Linked DNA regions of Mus musculus: region 2 is linked to region 1. A link is a contact called in public Hi-C data. All regions are on one chromosome and are shown on one strand. Each heading gives the region's core, a stretch centred on a gene start, on an enhancer-like site or on the middle of the called end of the contact. The rest is flanking DNA. Distances are from core to core; before and after follow the strand shown.

What was found. A called contact is a pair of places that touch in the nucleus more often than the background predicts.
Region 2: a contact with region 1 is called in a Hi-C map of B cells, with 8 read pairs. The contact joins the promoter of Guf1 here to the enhancer-like site in region 1. A contact is called at or near these places in 4 of 39 promoter capture datasets (the C10 cell line, cranial neural crest, hippocampal neurons and 1 more), 1 of 484 Hi-C or Micro-C datasets (B cells) and 1 of 115 datasets of contacts at active chromatin or transcription factors (large pre-B cells).

The regions. Positions count from the first base shown.
Region 1 is chr5:68,730,857-68,738,287 of GRCm38.p6, forward strand. No RefSeq gene overlaps it. Among named protein-coding and RNA genes, the nearest start is that of Gm23605, 170 kb to the left of the region's middle. Within about 2 kb of position 4,630, at least 51 of the 459 cell types and tissues checked have an H3K27ac peak or open chromatin away from gene starts, as enhancers often do. A contact at or near this core is called in B cells and pre-B cells, where this site is marked.
Region 2 is chr5:69,554,403-69,561,833 of GRCm38.p6, forward strand. Guf1 (GUF1 homolog, GTPase) reads left to right here and starts at 2,522. Exons shown (of 17, transcript NM_172711.3): 1 at 2,522-2,763; 2 at 3,783-3,894; 3 at 4,040-4,188; 4 at 4,445-4,525; 5 at 5,148-5,225; 6 at 6,030-6,113; 7 at 6,733-6,797; 8 at 7,252-7,431. The coding sequence starts at 2,653.

The DNA of each region.
Region 1 (7,431 bases), core at 3,380-5,879:
TGTCTGCTAGTATAAGGGCTACTCTTTCTAGACTGACTTCAGTCATCTAACAAAGAAACTATTTCAGCCTTGCATTGCATTGAGTTAAGCCCACAAATCACTACTCTAATTACCAGTCAAGGAATTCTTTGTCACCACTAATAGAATAGGGCTTTCCTCCATCTCATACATTCTTTCCTGGGGAGAGGAGATGGTTCATAAAACTCAAGAAACTTGTGTATTTAACAAAACAAATGAGGCCTCTTTATAAGGTGATAGAATTAGCAACAGAACCACTGAAGGAGAGGTGGAGCTGCCTGCATGCCTGGAAGAATCCAGAGCTGTAGTGTCATGCGCTGTCAGTCATGCTGATGTAAATATTCTAGAGATATGGTTGTCTTTTTATCACCAGTTCCCAAACATAGACCTTCATCCATGTCCCTATAAGGTAGTTCTGATAACTGCATCCGTTCATCAAATTAGACAAGACATAATTGTTTGTTTGGTTTGTTGTTGGTGCTATTGTGCCAGGAAGCGCTTGTGAATCCCAAAAGACCACCAAGGAGCCAGCTCTGATATAATCACAGTAGGGTCTATTACAGACTCGAGTTTGGGCCTACTCACAGCTGATCCACAGGGTTGCTTGGTGAAGCAGCCCGAACATTCACCAGACTAGGTATTATAGGAAAGTGGGAGCAAGTGAAGGGGTGTCCTGCTTGACAAGAATCTAAAGGAAAGTCTATTGTGAGCCAACAGGTGGGTGCTCTGAAGCAAGACAGTATACAATCACGAAAAAGTCTGAAAGTACATCTGAAACAATCAAACTAATCTTTGATTAACGGTTGCTAAGAAGTAGCTAGGGAGTAACTCTGGCTAAGGACTAGCCATGGGATTCATCCTGGCACTTGGATACAGCTTGGGTTTAGTTGTAGGTCAAGTTTTCAGGCTTCTTTTTTTTCTTTTAAGATGGAGGCAGGTCCCAAAATGGAGTATGTTCAGCCTCCCAGTGCCCCACCTAGGGTCAATAAACATTTCAAGAAAAGTAATATAACACCTGTAGATGACAATTTCTACCTCCTCTTTGTGGGGTATTTCAGCTAATGCCACCCCTGTTGGGTCCTGGGAGACTCTTGCTTTCCTGGCATCTGGGACTTTCTGGGTACTACCTCCAGTTCCCTATCCCTCATGGCTACACACCTCTGTTCAATTTCCTGACCCTCTGTACATCTCCTCCATCTCCTCCCATACCTGATTCTGCCCTTCTTTTTCCCCTCCTCCTCTTCTCTTCCTCCCATGTCCCTCCCACCATCTTCTTCCCTTGATTATTTTGTTCCCCCTTCCAAGTAGAACTGAAGCATCCTCTCTTTGGTCTTCATTCTTCTTGATCTTCATGTAGTCTGTGAGCTGTATCGTGAGTATTCTACACTTTATGCCTAATATTCACTTATCAGTTAGTACATACCATGAGTGATCTTTTCTGACTGAGTTACCTCACTCAGGATAATATTTTCTAGATCCATCTATTTTTCTGCAAATTTCACCTACTAAAATTTAGTTTGTTGAAATTCCATGTACTGGCTTATAAAACAACAAACTTGTTCTATATGTGTTCTTCAGTGGAGCTAGTAGGGACCTGCACAAGCTAATTCTGTCATTTTCCTGAGCCAAGCCTTTCCTTTCCTCTGGTCACCTTTGCTGTCTGGTACTAGTAACAAGTGCTCTCCCTTACTTTTGCACTATTCACATATCACTGTTTTAACTAAAACATTTCTTTAAACTTTAGCATGTATTTGCACTGTAACACTATTATGGCAAAGAAAAACAAACAACAACAACAACAAACCAACCAACCAACCAACCAACCAACCAAACCCCAGAAATGCATGTTGATTGATTTATCTTCAGGCCCTTTATCTGATAGTATTGATTTTCTGATTCTTTCTACTTTCTCCATCTTGTGTGCATCATTGACTTACTAAATTCTTATTCCTTTAATTTTGTCTTAAATGAAGCATTCTACAGGATTCTTTCAAATTAATATTGCTTTGCTTATTGCTCTTACCCAAATAAAATTAAGCAGTTTTCTCTGTCATACTTATCAGGTTTTTTATGGAATGAAATGAAGATATATTTTCTCACAATAATCTTCTATGAAATACTTAAGAATAGTCTCAGAAGTGCCTTTTTAGGGCATATGCTTATAAGTTAATGATAATAGCATGGGTTTATGAATAAGCATATTGTACAAATCTGTTCAAGCTACTTAGCCAACTTTCTAAGCCAAATGGCTGTAATAAGATGACTCCTTTAAGTGAGGACATTGACTGGAGCCCTCTATCTGATATGCAAATTCCTGTTTTTAACACATTATACTAACATTTGTAGAAGACCCTGAATTCCTACTGTTAAGGGAATTTAAGACACAGTAGACTCTTGAGATGAGAGAGAGAAATAAAGAAAAGAAAAGGGAAGAAGGAAGGGAAGAAGGAAAAAAAGAAGGAAGGAAACAAGGCGGGAAGGAAGAAGGAAGGAAGAAAATATCCATCCTTATGTTTTTCTAATTTTATACTGATCATAATATCTTTAAGGGCAATGGCACATGTTCGTCCTTGTGGAAAACTGATGACTGACTACATATGCACATATGTGAGAATGTTCTAGTCTGCCATAGTAAAGACCTAATCCGAAGATGTATTTGCACTGCCATTTAACATCCTGATTAACTACTGGGCGTATGTGCCTGAAATGGTGTATAGAGAAGTTAATTATTAACGTAAATGAAAAGTTTCCCTATTTCCAAATCCATTAACAAAGCATGTCTTTTGCTTTCAATCATGCTTGATTGTATTTTCCCTTTTTGTTCACGAACTGGGATTTTTGTCTAGTAATGAATAAACCCATAAACCATCTGGCAGTTGTCTCATGGCTCATTACATGCTATGGGTCACTCCAAAAAGTCGCCTCAGGTGATATTTAAAATGTCGCATGCAGAGAAAATCACTTTGTGTTATGGAGAACAGAAGTTTGAGAAATGAGACCTTTCACCCTTCTTAATATCAGTAGCTAGACTGAAAATATGGCCAGAAAAATCACGTAGTAACCCTTAGTTCTTGTTTTGCAGCTGTACATTATGGAGTTCTGCATATGTGGAAGATATGCAGACACACTTTTATAATAGCTAAGATAATAAGATTTGCAAGATGGCTCCCACATCTAGCACATTTGCCATTTCTTAATTATTAATGGTGTGACTACATATTTACTACAGTTTTTGCAAAGCCTTGTCAATATTTCATGAGGACTAGGAATTGGAAGTTTACAGTGACATTCAGGCATTCTTTCTGGGATGGATTCTCCCCCTAGAGACCTAATCATCATAGATATGAATCATTAGTTTCTTTCTATAAATGCTACTGTGTATTTTAGCTCTTAGTTCAGAGCCTACAGTTGACTTTGGTGTCTCCTGCACATAATTTCTCTTCCTGGAAAAGAAAATCACAATTAATATTCTAACTTATAATCTGTCATTCTGCTGTCAGTTGAGAATAAGTTTGCTGTGGCTAGAGTATTATGTGAAAATATTTTGGAATAAAACTTAGTGGGAAGACAGTATCCAGAATTCACAATGCAAAAACAAGATGTATTAAACTCATAATTTCATGTAAAGGAGCTGAGCCATAATTCCGCTATGCAGCCAGGAGATAGATCATAACCTATACAGAAAAAGCAGCCTGCAAAACATGTTATGTAATTGATTGTTTTGCATAGTCTTCAAATGGAAATAAAATTTTATATCAGTGGATTATTATGAGAGAATGATCACTACTTATGTCATGAAGTGTGAGGTAGGAATGTTCATTTGGCTCTGGTTTCAGAATGAGAACTGAAAAGCAATTTTGATATCATAGAGAAGAAGATCTTGGACTTTTTTTTCTAAACTATGGTAGATGTATAGAAACAACATAGTAACTTCCTGAAGCCCTTGTGGTACTTGTCTACACATTTCAACACTGATGAAAATTATGAGAAGAAAAAAACCAAAAACTAAATTAAGTATAGCTACATAGACGTTATTTTACTTTTTCCATTTTTGTGCATTATTTCCAAATGTCACTTATGTAACCAAGCATACAGGATGTATATTATTCATTGATGAATACTGGATATAGTCATTTTAGAAGACTCAATTTCTGCAAGAAGAAAGGACTGAAAGGTTTTAGTCTCGATTGAGGTAGCATGTTTCTTTTGTTGTTTTTGTTTTTGTTTTGTTTTTTTGTTTTGTTTTGGTTTTTGGTTTTGTACTTGCTTTTGGTGGTTTTTTTTTTTTTTTTCTGTAATAAGAATTCTATCAAAAAAAGAAAATGTCCTTAGGTCTTGATGCTAGAAACTGTTAATTCTGTGTTCTCCCTCCACTTCTGCTGTAGACAGGGTTGGGTGCACATGTTGTTTTGAAACTGAGGAGGTTATTTTTGGGGAAGGCAGACAAAGTTCAAACTAGAGTTCCTCATTCTCTAAGGCCGTTCTTTCTAACCATAAAGGTTGCAGGCTTTCCTGTGCGTGTCTGCTGTGGGAGGGTGTTCTTAAGCAGTGTCATCTGTATCTCTGTTCCTCCCCCACTCTTCTTTGTTGAGATGACACAAAGAGCCATTATTGTACGTTGGGTCACTTTGGAGAAACTGGGCGTGGTCTGGTGCAACCAGCCAAGACTAACGACAGAGTTACTGCTTTTGCCCTGACTGCTGGCCTCTTTTTAAGCAACGATTGATATTGTGAAGATAGTGAAGTCCTAAAGACAGGCTCACCTCCATTCTTTCTTGCAGGAAAAGAGAAGGCTACAGGATCTTCAACAGAGGCGAAAGCATTTTTTTTTAAATTGATGAAGTTATTTAAGACAACACTGAGTCAAAAAAGAGAGTTCTTATTTAAGCCACCTTTTTTTTCCCAGTCACTGAACTAGGCCTGGAAGGAGGCTTCAGGCCAACTGTATGACCAGTGAGGAGGGGCTTCACCTCAGACACAGTTGCTTCTGGGCCCTCTTCCCACTGCTTCTCCTTATGATGATACAGGGAGCAGGCAAAAGCCAGTAATGGTGCTATATACAGAGCATAGAGCGGGTGTGGTCTTCTGTGGGCAGCACAGATGAATAGCAGATAGATAAGCCCTTTGGCAGATGCATCATCTGGCCTAAATATAGTAAGGTCTGTAATTATAGGTTCATTTCCCTTCCTCTTTATGGGAAGATTGAATCTTAGAGAATCTTTGATCTTGGACAAAAGTGTCACTTCCAGAAGGACGGGTCTATTAGTTGGGTCCTACAGCTATACCTCTCTGTAGGTGACATTCGAATAGATAGTAAGATGCCTTTGTTTAATTACATCTGTTTAGAAAAGAGTCTTGGCTATCATGCTCATCAAAGCCAATGTCAGTTTACAGGTTCTAGTGGAGACTCCCTCGTCCAATGAATGGTTAGCTTTCCATGACCTTACATTATATGATTACCTCATGATTTTATTAGATATTGGCCTAAGCTTAGGGTTCACAGTTAATAAGCAGATGAACATGCTCCGGGGTGGGGGGGAGGGGGCTTCTCTAAGGCATTTAGAATTCTTAGGTCCCTCAGTGAGCTTGCTCCTAAAGTTGTCTAAAGATGACTGCTATGAACAATAGGAACCATAAAGTATGGGAAGACACCCAAAGTTCAGGTACTCATATTTGAGATACCTATATTGTATGTTTACAAAAAGTCCTGAAAACCAGATTAGTAATACCCACAGTGTCTGACATGCTTTTATCTAATGGTGAAATTTATTCCATGACCGAAATTTATGATTTTCACTCTATAAATCTATGGTGATCTTACCTGGCTTTATGTCTAGGTGAACTATGCTGTGGCCTGTCTGATATTTGTTGGAAAATACCTATGGTCCCATTCTCTCTGGATCACTGCCCATAGATGAGAGGCAGTAGCTTTATGATGAGGTAGATTCTGAATCCACTCAAAGACTTGGGTTGACAAGGTAATTGGGGGGCTATCCAGTATTATCATGATGTCCAGCTCTGTTATAACTGGGTGATGCTACTGCTGCTTCTTAATCAGCACCTTCACAGAGACTCTGGAGCCAGGCAGGTAGTGTTGGGCCAACTGTACCTTGAATTGCACCAATGACTTCTGTTTTCATAATCTTATATTGAGAGTGGAAGGTCTCTCAGAGAAACTAGGCATAGACCTGTGAGCTTGCTGTCTCCTGCCTAACATTTGTTGGGAAATACCTCTGGTCCCATTCTCTCTGAGTCACTGCCCATAGATGAGAGGCAGTAACTCTTCTTCCTCATGATGAGGTATATTCTGAATCCACTCCGTGACTTGGGAGTAACAAGATAATTGCGTGGGGGTGTTACTCAATATTATCATGACATCCAGCTGTGTTATAACTGGGTGATGCTACTGCTGCTTCTCGATCAGTGCCTTCACAGAGTCTCCAGAACCTGTCAGGCAGTGTTGGGCCACCTTTACTTTGAATTGCACCTATGACCTATGGTCTCCAAAACTATATATTGGGACTAGAGGTGCTCTCAGTTAGAGAAACTAGGCACAGAGCTGTGATCTTCTGTCTCCTTCTCATTTTAAATTTGTAGGTAGCAAGACAGCAGCCTCCTGGAACCTTCAAGGCACCACCTGACTCTAACACAGCACAGCTGGCCAACAGTGCCTGTGACTGAGTCTCAATTTAGTCAAGAAGAATTTGAAATAAGATATAAAAGTTCTCTTGTATAACTAATGGTATAATAACCCACTGTGACAGAGTAAAGGAGAAAATTGATTTCTAATCCATGCTAGTACTCTGAATTTATGTTTGAGAATAAGGATTTACCTTAACTATCTGAGGCCAATGGGAACTGACTATTATAGTCTTTGCTATATGTATTAGTCAGGGTTCTCTAGAGTCACAGAACGTATGGATAGTCTCTAGATAATAAAGGAATTTATTGATGACTTACAGTCGGCAGCTCAATTCCCAACAATTGTTCAGTCGCAGCTGTGAATGGAAGTCCAAGGATCTAGCAGTTACTCAGTCTCACGCAGCAAGCAGGCGAAGGAGCAAGAGCAAGAGCTAGACTCCCTTCTTCCAATGTCCTTATATTGTCTCCAGCAGAAGGTGTAGCCCAGATTAAAGGTGTGTTCCTTAAACTCGGAGATTCAATCTTCTGGAATCCATAGCCACTATGGCTCAAGATCTTCAAACCAAGATCCAGATAAGGATCTCCAAGCCTCCAGATAAGGGTCACTGGTGAGCCTTCCAATTCCGGATTGTAGTCATTCCAAATATAGTCAAGTTGACAACCAGGAATAACCACTACAATCCACCCCTTGTCAACTTGACACAAATAATATCTCATGTTCACATGAAACAATAACAAGGTTGTAAATACGCCTAACATGATATAACTATT
Region 2 (7,431 bases), core at 1,272-3,771, 820 kb after region 1:
GGTTTGCTCAGCCTGTTTTTTTTTTTTTTTTTTTTTTTTTTTTTTTTCCTAGAACTGTAAACCACTAGCCCAGGGGTGCCATTACCCAGGATGGTCTGGGCCTTCCCCTATCAATCACTAATTAAGAAAATTCCCTACAGGATGCTTACAGCAAGATCTTATGGGGGCATTTTCTCAACTTAGGATCCTTCTTCAGATGCCACAAACTAACTTGTGTCAAGTAGACCTAAAACTGTCCAGCACAAACAGTGTTACTTACTGTGCTTAGTTTGATTATGAGAAACTAAAGATGTATGGAAGATGTAACTTGTTGAGGAAAGTGGTTAAGTAAGCCATTTTATGTTGAGAAAGTAACTGTGCTTGTTAAGAGATTAGTAACGTGAAAGTGAAACATCTTACTCTCTAGGAGGACAAAGGAACAGCAGCCTGAGGGCAACACTCTTCTCAACAAAATCTCCAAATTTGAAAATGAAAGTTCAAAGATACAGTGGTGGTTCGAATATGCTTGGCCCACGGGGGTGGTGCTGTTGGGAGATGTGGTCTTACTGGAGAAAAAGTGTTAATGTGGGGGTGGGCTTTGAGACCCTCCTTCTAACTGCTTGCAAGACAGTCTTTTGTTTGCCTTTGGGACAAGATGTAGAACTCTCAGCTCCTCCAGCACTATACCTTCCTGGACACTGCTATTCTTTCTCCCATGATGATAACAGTCTGAACCTCTGACACTGTAAGCTAGACCCACTTAAATATTTGCTTTATAAGTGTTTTAGTCATGGTGTCTCTTCATAGCAATGGAAACCCTAACTAGGATGGAAGAGAACTTAAACTATGAATTCCTCAGAGAGGGGTTCTCATCTGGCCATTAGATTTTACTATTAACTTGACAAAGCCTAGTGTCACCTGAGAAGAGAGTCTCATTGGAGTGATAAGGCAGGTCAGATTGGCCTGTGGGTGTGTCTGAGGAGTTTGTCTTGATTGTTAATTGATGTAGGAGGGCTCTGGTCACTGTGGGCAGCACCATTCCCTGGGTAGATAGTCAGAGGCTGTGGGAAGCAGATGAAGTCCTTAGTGAATATAGATTGTTAACATGAACATGATCACCTCACAACTGTCAATGCTTCAGACCCATGGCAATGCCAAGGTCCTACAAGGATGTAGACAGTGTATGTAAAGAAGTTATCAACTACAGCTTCTTCCTCCTGAGTGACTACAACCTAGAGTGCTGCACTTCAGAGACACCACAATCAAGATTAGCTAACCTGCCTCCTCCTTTAGCCTATGTAAGCCTTCTTATTTTCCAGGCTACTAGTGTGTCATCAGAACACACAGCCCAACCCAATCCTAGCTTTTCTGTACATGTGTCTGTTGTTTCTTCATTCCCCACTGCCCCAGTCAAGACAATCCCAAAGTTGTGCAGGTCACAGCAAGTCGTACCTGAACCAGGGTCCTTGACTACAAGAAAGTTGAATTGGTTAGTTAGACAAGGGAACAGTCCTGAGAGAGGCATGCCAATAAATGTTAGGGACAATCAGAGTCTAGAGATGGGCAGTTATATGTTAGTATTTTGAAGGAGGTTTTTGAGAAACTGCAGAAGTTAAAAAATGTTACAGCCACCTCAATTGTTTAGACCATGTTCAGGAAACATGTCCTGGCTTTCTAGAAGATGGGATAGTGAATTTGGCTATTTGAGAAAAGGTGGTAGAAAACTAAGGGATACGCCTTAAAGGACAGAGAGGTATCCATCCTGTGACTAGAAGATAATGCTAGACTTAATATCCTGACACACAGATTTAAACCTATTGAATACTATTAAGTCTAGTTCTAAGCTGTGTTGTAACAATGTTTTATCAATGTACTTGAAAAATACTTTTTCCTATGACTTTGTTGTTGTTGTTGTTGTGTCACTACAAAAAGTTCATTGAAAAATAGAATTATGGGTTATCCTAACCTGGGAAACATGGGTATGTTTGCCTCCAGAATAAATTCTCTTACCTATTTTAAGGTGAGAATTGCTTTTGTATGGACAAAGAGAAGCCAGCATCCTTCTCCTTTGATGCATTTTGTTTTTATTAATAAATCTATACTTCATATTGGCTAAGCATGAAATAATTTTCTTCGTAGAAGCCATGAACTGTTTTTTGTTTTGTTTTGTTTTTTGTTTTTCCTGCAAGTCTCTTAAAAGAACTCCCCAGCCATTGATGGCCCCAGAGTAGAGGGACTTCGAACTGTTTCCCCATCTGGTGGAGCACACACACTTTAGAGATTCCACATCTGAGGCCTGCGCTGCACACACATACACACACACACACACACACACACACACACACACACAAGGGCGTCTCCTGTCCATTGTATTCGCTGGAGTGAGCGCAGAGAGTGATGCGACACCCGACTCCGGTCGCCTAGACTGTGGCTTTCTCAAGGCTGTCACACCAGGACACGCGCTTGACCGGCAGTATCACCCGCGGTCCCTGTAGCTCTCCCATCCCTGACCTTTCGACCCCCGCGTAGACGCGTCGACGTCATAAGCGGCGCGACCTGCAGGCGGCGCGTTTGCTTCGCGTCAGGCCTGGGTCTCGGTGTCAGCTCAGGCCGGAGCGCGACCCTGGCTTTGTGGTCTCCGTGGCGGGTTGGGCCCTGAGCCGCCGCCGAGGCATGTGGGCGCTCGTGGGGCGGGCTCTCGCGCCGTGGGCCGCCGGGGCCCGGCACGCGGCTGCCTCGGAGCCCAGGGCCGCCTGCAGGCTCTTCAGCGCGGCCGAGCTCAAGGTGACCATCACCCGGGGAAGGTGCAGGGCTTCAGCACATGCACGGTGGGCGAGCATCCTCGGCTGCTCGCCGGCGCGGCGTGGGCTGCGCTTCACCCGCATCAGAAGCGTGCCCGCTAGCTCCTCGGCTTAGGGCTGGTGTAGCTCACGAGCGGGTGCTATTTCTAAAAACCTCCGAGAAGCTGCTCCTTTGTAGCATCGATTTCCCTGAAGTTTTAGTTATCGTTTCTTGAGTAACTGGCTTGACTTGCATCCGATCCTGCAGCTTCTTTGCTGCGTTGGGATAGTTATCAAATTTCAAAGATTGGAGGATGCAAAGGCGTGGAGTATTTTAGTCCCATGCAAGGGACTTGTGGTTAGAAAAATGGACTTGTATTCGTCACCGTTCAGGGTTTTTGAAAGTCGAGCGGGTTTGCGAAAGTCGTGCGGGTTTGCATCACTTTGTCCTAAATGCGTGGTGGGGGACTACAATGCAGCTTTTACATTTTGTTTGAATAATTTTTCCATACCCTTACCTGCCTTACACTAAGTAAGAAATAGAAAGCTAAAACAAATGTTATAGTCATGACAGTTTCATCAACTGAATATGCCTAGGGAGCGCGCGCGCGCACACACACACATACACACTCACACCCCAGACTGTTTTGCTCAGACACCCATTTCCAGGAGTATGTGGTGTGTCTAAGAGATTTTGCTTGATAAGGCATTCTTGGACTCCTGAGGACTTATATATGGCTTTCACTCTCCATGAAAGTAAATTTGCAATTAGCTCAATATGTGAGGAAGTATTACTTAAGGATTTTATATTTAGCTTTGTTTATGGAACTGATATATTTGTCAAGTATTTTGTAATTTGTTCTTTGTAGTTAGGCTTAGTCATACATCTTTATTAGGGAGCGGGGAGCTTACAAAACTGCAATACGTGAAGTTGTCCATCGATGGAAAGACTTTTCTTTGAATTTGTACTTTGTTTTATGGAAAATTTATACCCTTAACTGTGATATTCCCTTCCCTTCTTAGGAGAAACCTGACATGTCTAGATTTCCTGTTGAAGACATTAGAAATTTCAGTATCATTGCACATGTGGATCATGGCAAAAGCACTTTAGCTGACAGGCTCCTGGAGCTAACAGGTATTTTATCTTCTCTGCTCTTGGTTAGTTAGCTTTACCGCAATATCTTACCTTTAGGCATTCATCTTTAATATTTTCTGTTAATTGTTTTTAATGCTTTTTTGTTTTAAAGCCCAGAGAAATTAGTAAATGCTTCTATTTCTAGGAACAATTGATAAGACGAAGAAAAACAAGCAGGTTCTTGATAAATTACAAGTAGAACGAGAAAGAGGAATCACTGTGAAGGCGCAGACAGCCTCTCTGTTTTACAGCTTTGGAGGGAAACAGTACCTTTTAAACCTCATCGACACACCAGTAAGTTTCATCTTGTCTCTTCAAAGATTGCTTGTTAACCGTGTTAGTATTGCAATCAAAATTCTTTCATTTAGGGCTAAATTTTGCACAACTGTCATTGATTTCTTTTTAGTTTTGTTTTTATGCTAGAATAATTTGTTTCCATTGTTTTCACAAAAATCACATTTTATTATTATTTTTTTCGTCATATCAGTAGACTAGCAGTTCCTTTTAAATATGTAGCTGATACTTAAAGGTACCCATATTTGCATTTTAGGGCCACGTTGATTTTAGTTATGAAGTGTCCAGGTCACTGTCTGCATGCCAAGGTGTTTTACTGGTAGTGGATGCAAATGAGGTAAGAGCCCTCGTTATATATGATAAGACATGCCCACTTGGTTGTTTCATAAAGTTCTGAAAATGCATTTTGGAAATGCAAATTTTACATTTGAATAACAGATCTATTGTATTACTTACTCTAAATCAAATACTTTAATATTGTTAAAATGAAGTGCTGACTCACTCTGCTTAGTTTGACTCTTTCTTTACTAGTGGTAATGTTGGTTTTGAACCCTAAAACTTAAATGGTACAGAAACGTAGGAAGTGGTATGATTCAGATTTCTGTAACTACATAGTGAAATACCCGTAAAGGCAAGTTTCTTTGGCTCACAGTTTTGAAGGTTGTAGTCCACGACTCATTGACTCATTGCCTTTGCCGTGCAGCAAGGCAGCACAATATAGTCTTAAAGCCTGAAGATGGGGCTGGGGAGCCAAACTCCTCACTGCCCAGGAAGCACAGTGAGTAGGGCGGAGGTCTCACAGTCTCTGCCAGGCAGGTACATGACATATGGTGTCATTTTATTAGCATGATCCAAAATCTCAGTACGATGAATATATATGGGATGTATGGAATTAGTAAGTTTGTGGTACATTAGTGCCAAACCAGTCACCTTGCGCTCTCTTATCTTGCTGTTTCCAGGGTATTCAAGCTCAAACTGTGGCCAACTTCTTCCTTGCTTTTGAAGCACAGCTGTCAGTAATTCCAGTTATCAATAAGGTAATCAAACGAGACACCAATGTTATTACTTATTTTACCTTCTGTGTAGTGTTTAGTTGTAAAATATAGGGTTTTTCTCTTCTTTTTTTCTTTCTTTCTTTTTTTTAAATATGAGGGACCTGTAGTTACTGTTCATTCAGATTATCAGTAGGATTTCTCTCTGAATATCATGCGATAGAATTGCAGGTCAAATATTCCTTGCATAGAGTTGAAAAAGTTTGTCTGGACTGCATGGGCTGAGAATAGGCCATTTCTGGAGGAAAAGGGTGCAAGGCAGACAAAGAGGTGCCAGTCATACTGCTCTGGAGAAGAGGGGCTGAGAGCTAAGACTCAGTGAAGTCCATGAAACAGGTCAAAGTAACTCTTAACACACATAAGTCTGTCCAGTAGTGTAAAGTTAAGATCTTAGTTTAAAATTCAAACTACATTAAGTTGCATTTCTTGATATCACTGCCACATATAAAGTAAGGCTAAATAGCTTGATATCTGACCTTAATTTTAAAAGTCTGACTCATGGCCTTAGTTGGTATACTCTGTTCTGCTTACATATTTTTTGTCTGTTTTGTTGCTCGTATTTTCTTTTTTTTTGTACTCATGCTTGTTAAAATTATGTTGATAATTGCTTTTTGGCCTTTTGGCTAAGATCAAGTGTAATCATATTGATATATAGATTATTTTAAATATTTTTGAAAAAAGTCATGAAGGGTCAGTTAGGTTAAATCACAGAAGACTATTGACCTCCAAATATTGTTACAATGGACTAATTTCATTTTTGCTCTGCTCACTAAGTAATTTTGTTCATAGATAGATCTGAAGAATGCTGACCCTGAAAGGGTGGGAAAGCAGATTGAAAAAGTATTTGATATCCCTAGTGAGGAGTGTATTAAGGTAAGTTCTTTTTCTTAAAGTATTGTCTTAGTTGTTCTATTGCTCTGATGAAACACCATGGTCAGAGCAACGTGGGGAGGAATTGGTTTATTTGGCTTATACTTCCATTAAGCCATCACTGAAGGAAGTTAGGGCAGGAACCTAGAGGCAGGAGCTGGAGTGGAGGCCATGAAGGTGCTGCATACTGGGTTGGCCCTAATGGCTCATTCAGCCTGATTTCTTATAGAGTCCGGGACCACCAGCCCAGGCCTGGCACCACCTCCAATGGGCAGGGTCCTCACCCATCAAACACTAATTAAGAAAATGCTATACACTCATGTCTGCAGCCTGATCTTTTGGAGGCATTTTCTCAGCTGAGGTTACCATCTCAAATGCCAGCAGAACTATTGATTATTCTTTGGAAAATCTCAGGAGATTGACCTAACTGAAATTTCATGGTGTTTGTTCCCTTGCACTCTTAACACTTTTTTAGTTTTCGAGTGCTTATTATTATTTCATTAGATTCAGGTGAGAAAACTCCCCTTATATTGTGAGAATATACAGAATCATTATTACAGAGGCCCCAGGAAGGAAGAGTGTAGCCTTAAATCTCAATGCTTTGGTTTCTACACACTTTCAGATTTCTGCGAAACTTGGGACAAACGTTGACAGTGTGCTTCAGGCAGTCATTGAACGAATACCTCCGTAAGCATTTTGCTATTACACTATTCACTCATGTTTAATAGTAGAGTTTAATAATTTACAGACATTTAAAATGTACTAGTTTAGATTAATAGACCACCAACTTGATATGTCAATTTAAACTAGTGAATATGGCAAGCAGTCTTGCAGTAGGTTGGGATAAAGTTTTGCATTTAATAATATAAAGGAGTCAAGTTGAATATAAGAAGACTGGAAAGGGCAAGGGTGGCGGTGCTGTCCAGTGGACATGGTATGGGGCTGAAGTACACTGGCATTTGTTTGCGTCATAATGAGTATACATCTTTTAATTTCAAAATGTAAAACTGATGGCTGAATTTAATATAGTTTATAGAAGTGTTTGTTTTGGCTTTTGAGTAATTTCTTTTACAAAATTAAACATACTTCTTAGATTGAAAATAGGCATTTTCTTATATGTACTTAATTTCTTTTATAATAGTCCAAAAGTCCATCGTGAAAACCCACTGAAAGCTTTGGTATTTGACTCCACCTTTGACCAGTACAGAGGGGTGATAGCCAATATAGCACTGTTTGATGGAGTGGTTTCCAAGGGAGATAAAATTGTATCTGCACATACTAAAAAAGCATATGAAGTCAATGAAGTAGGCATTTTGAATCC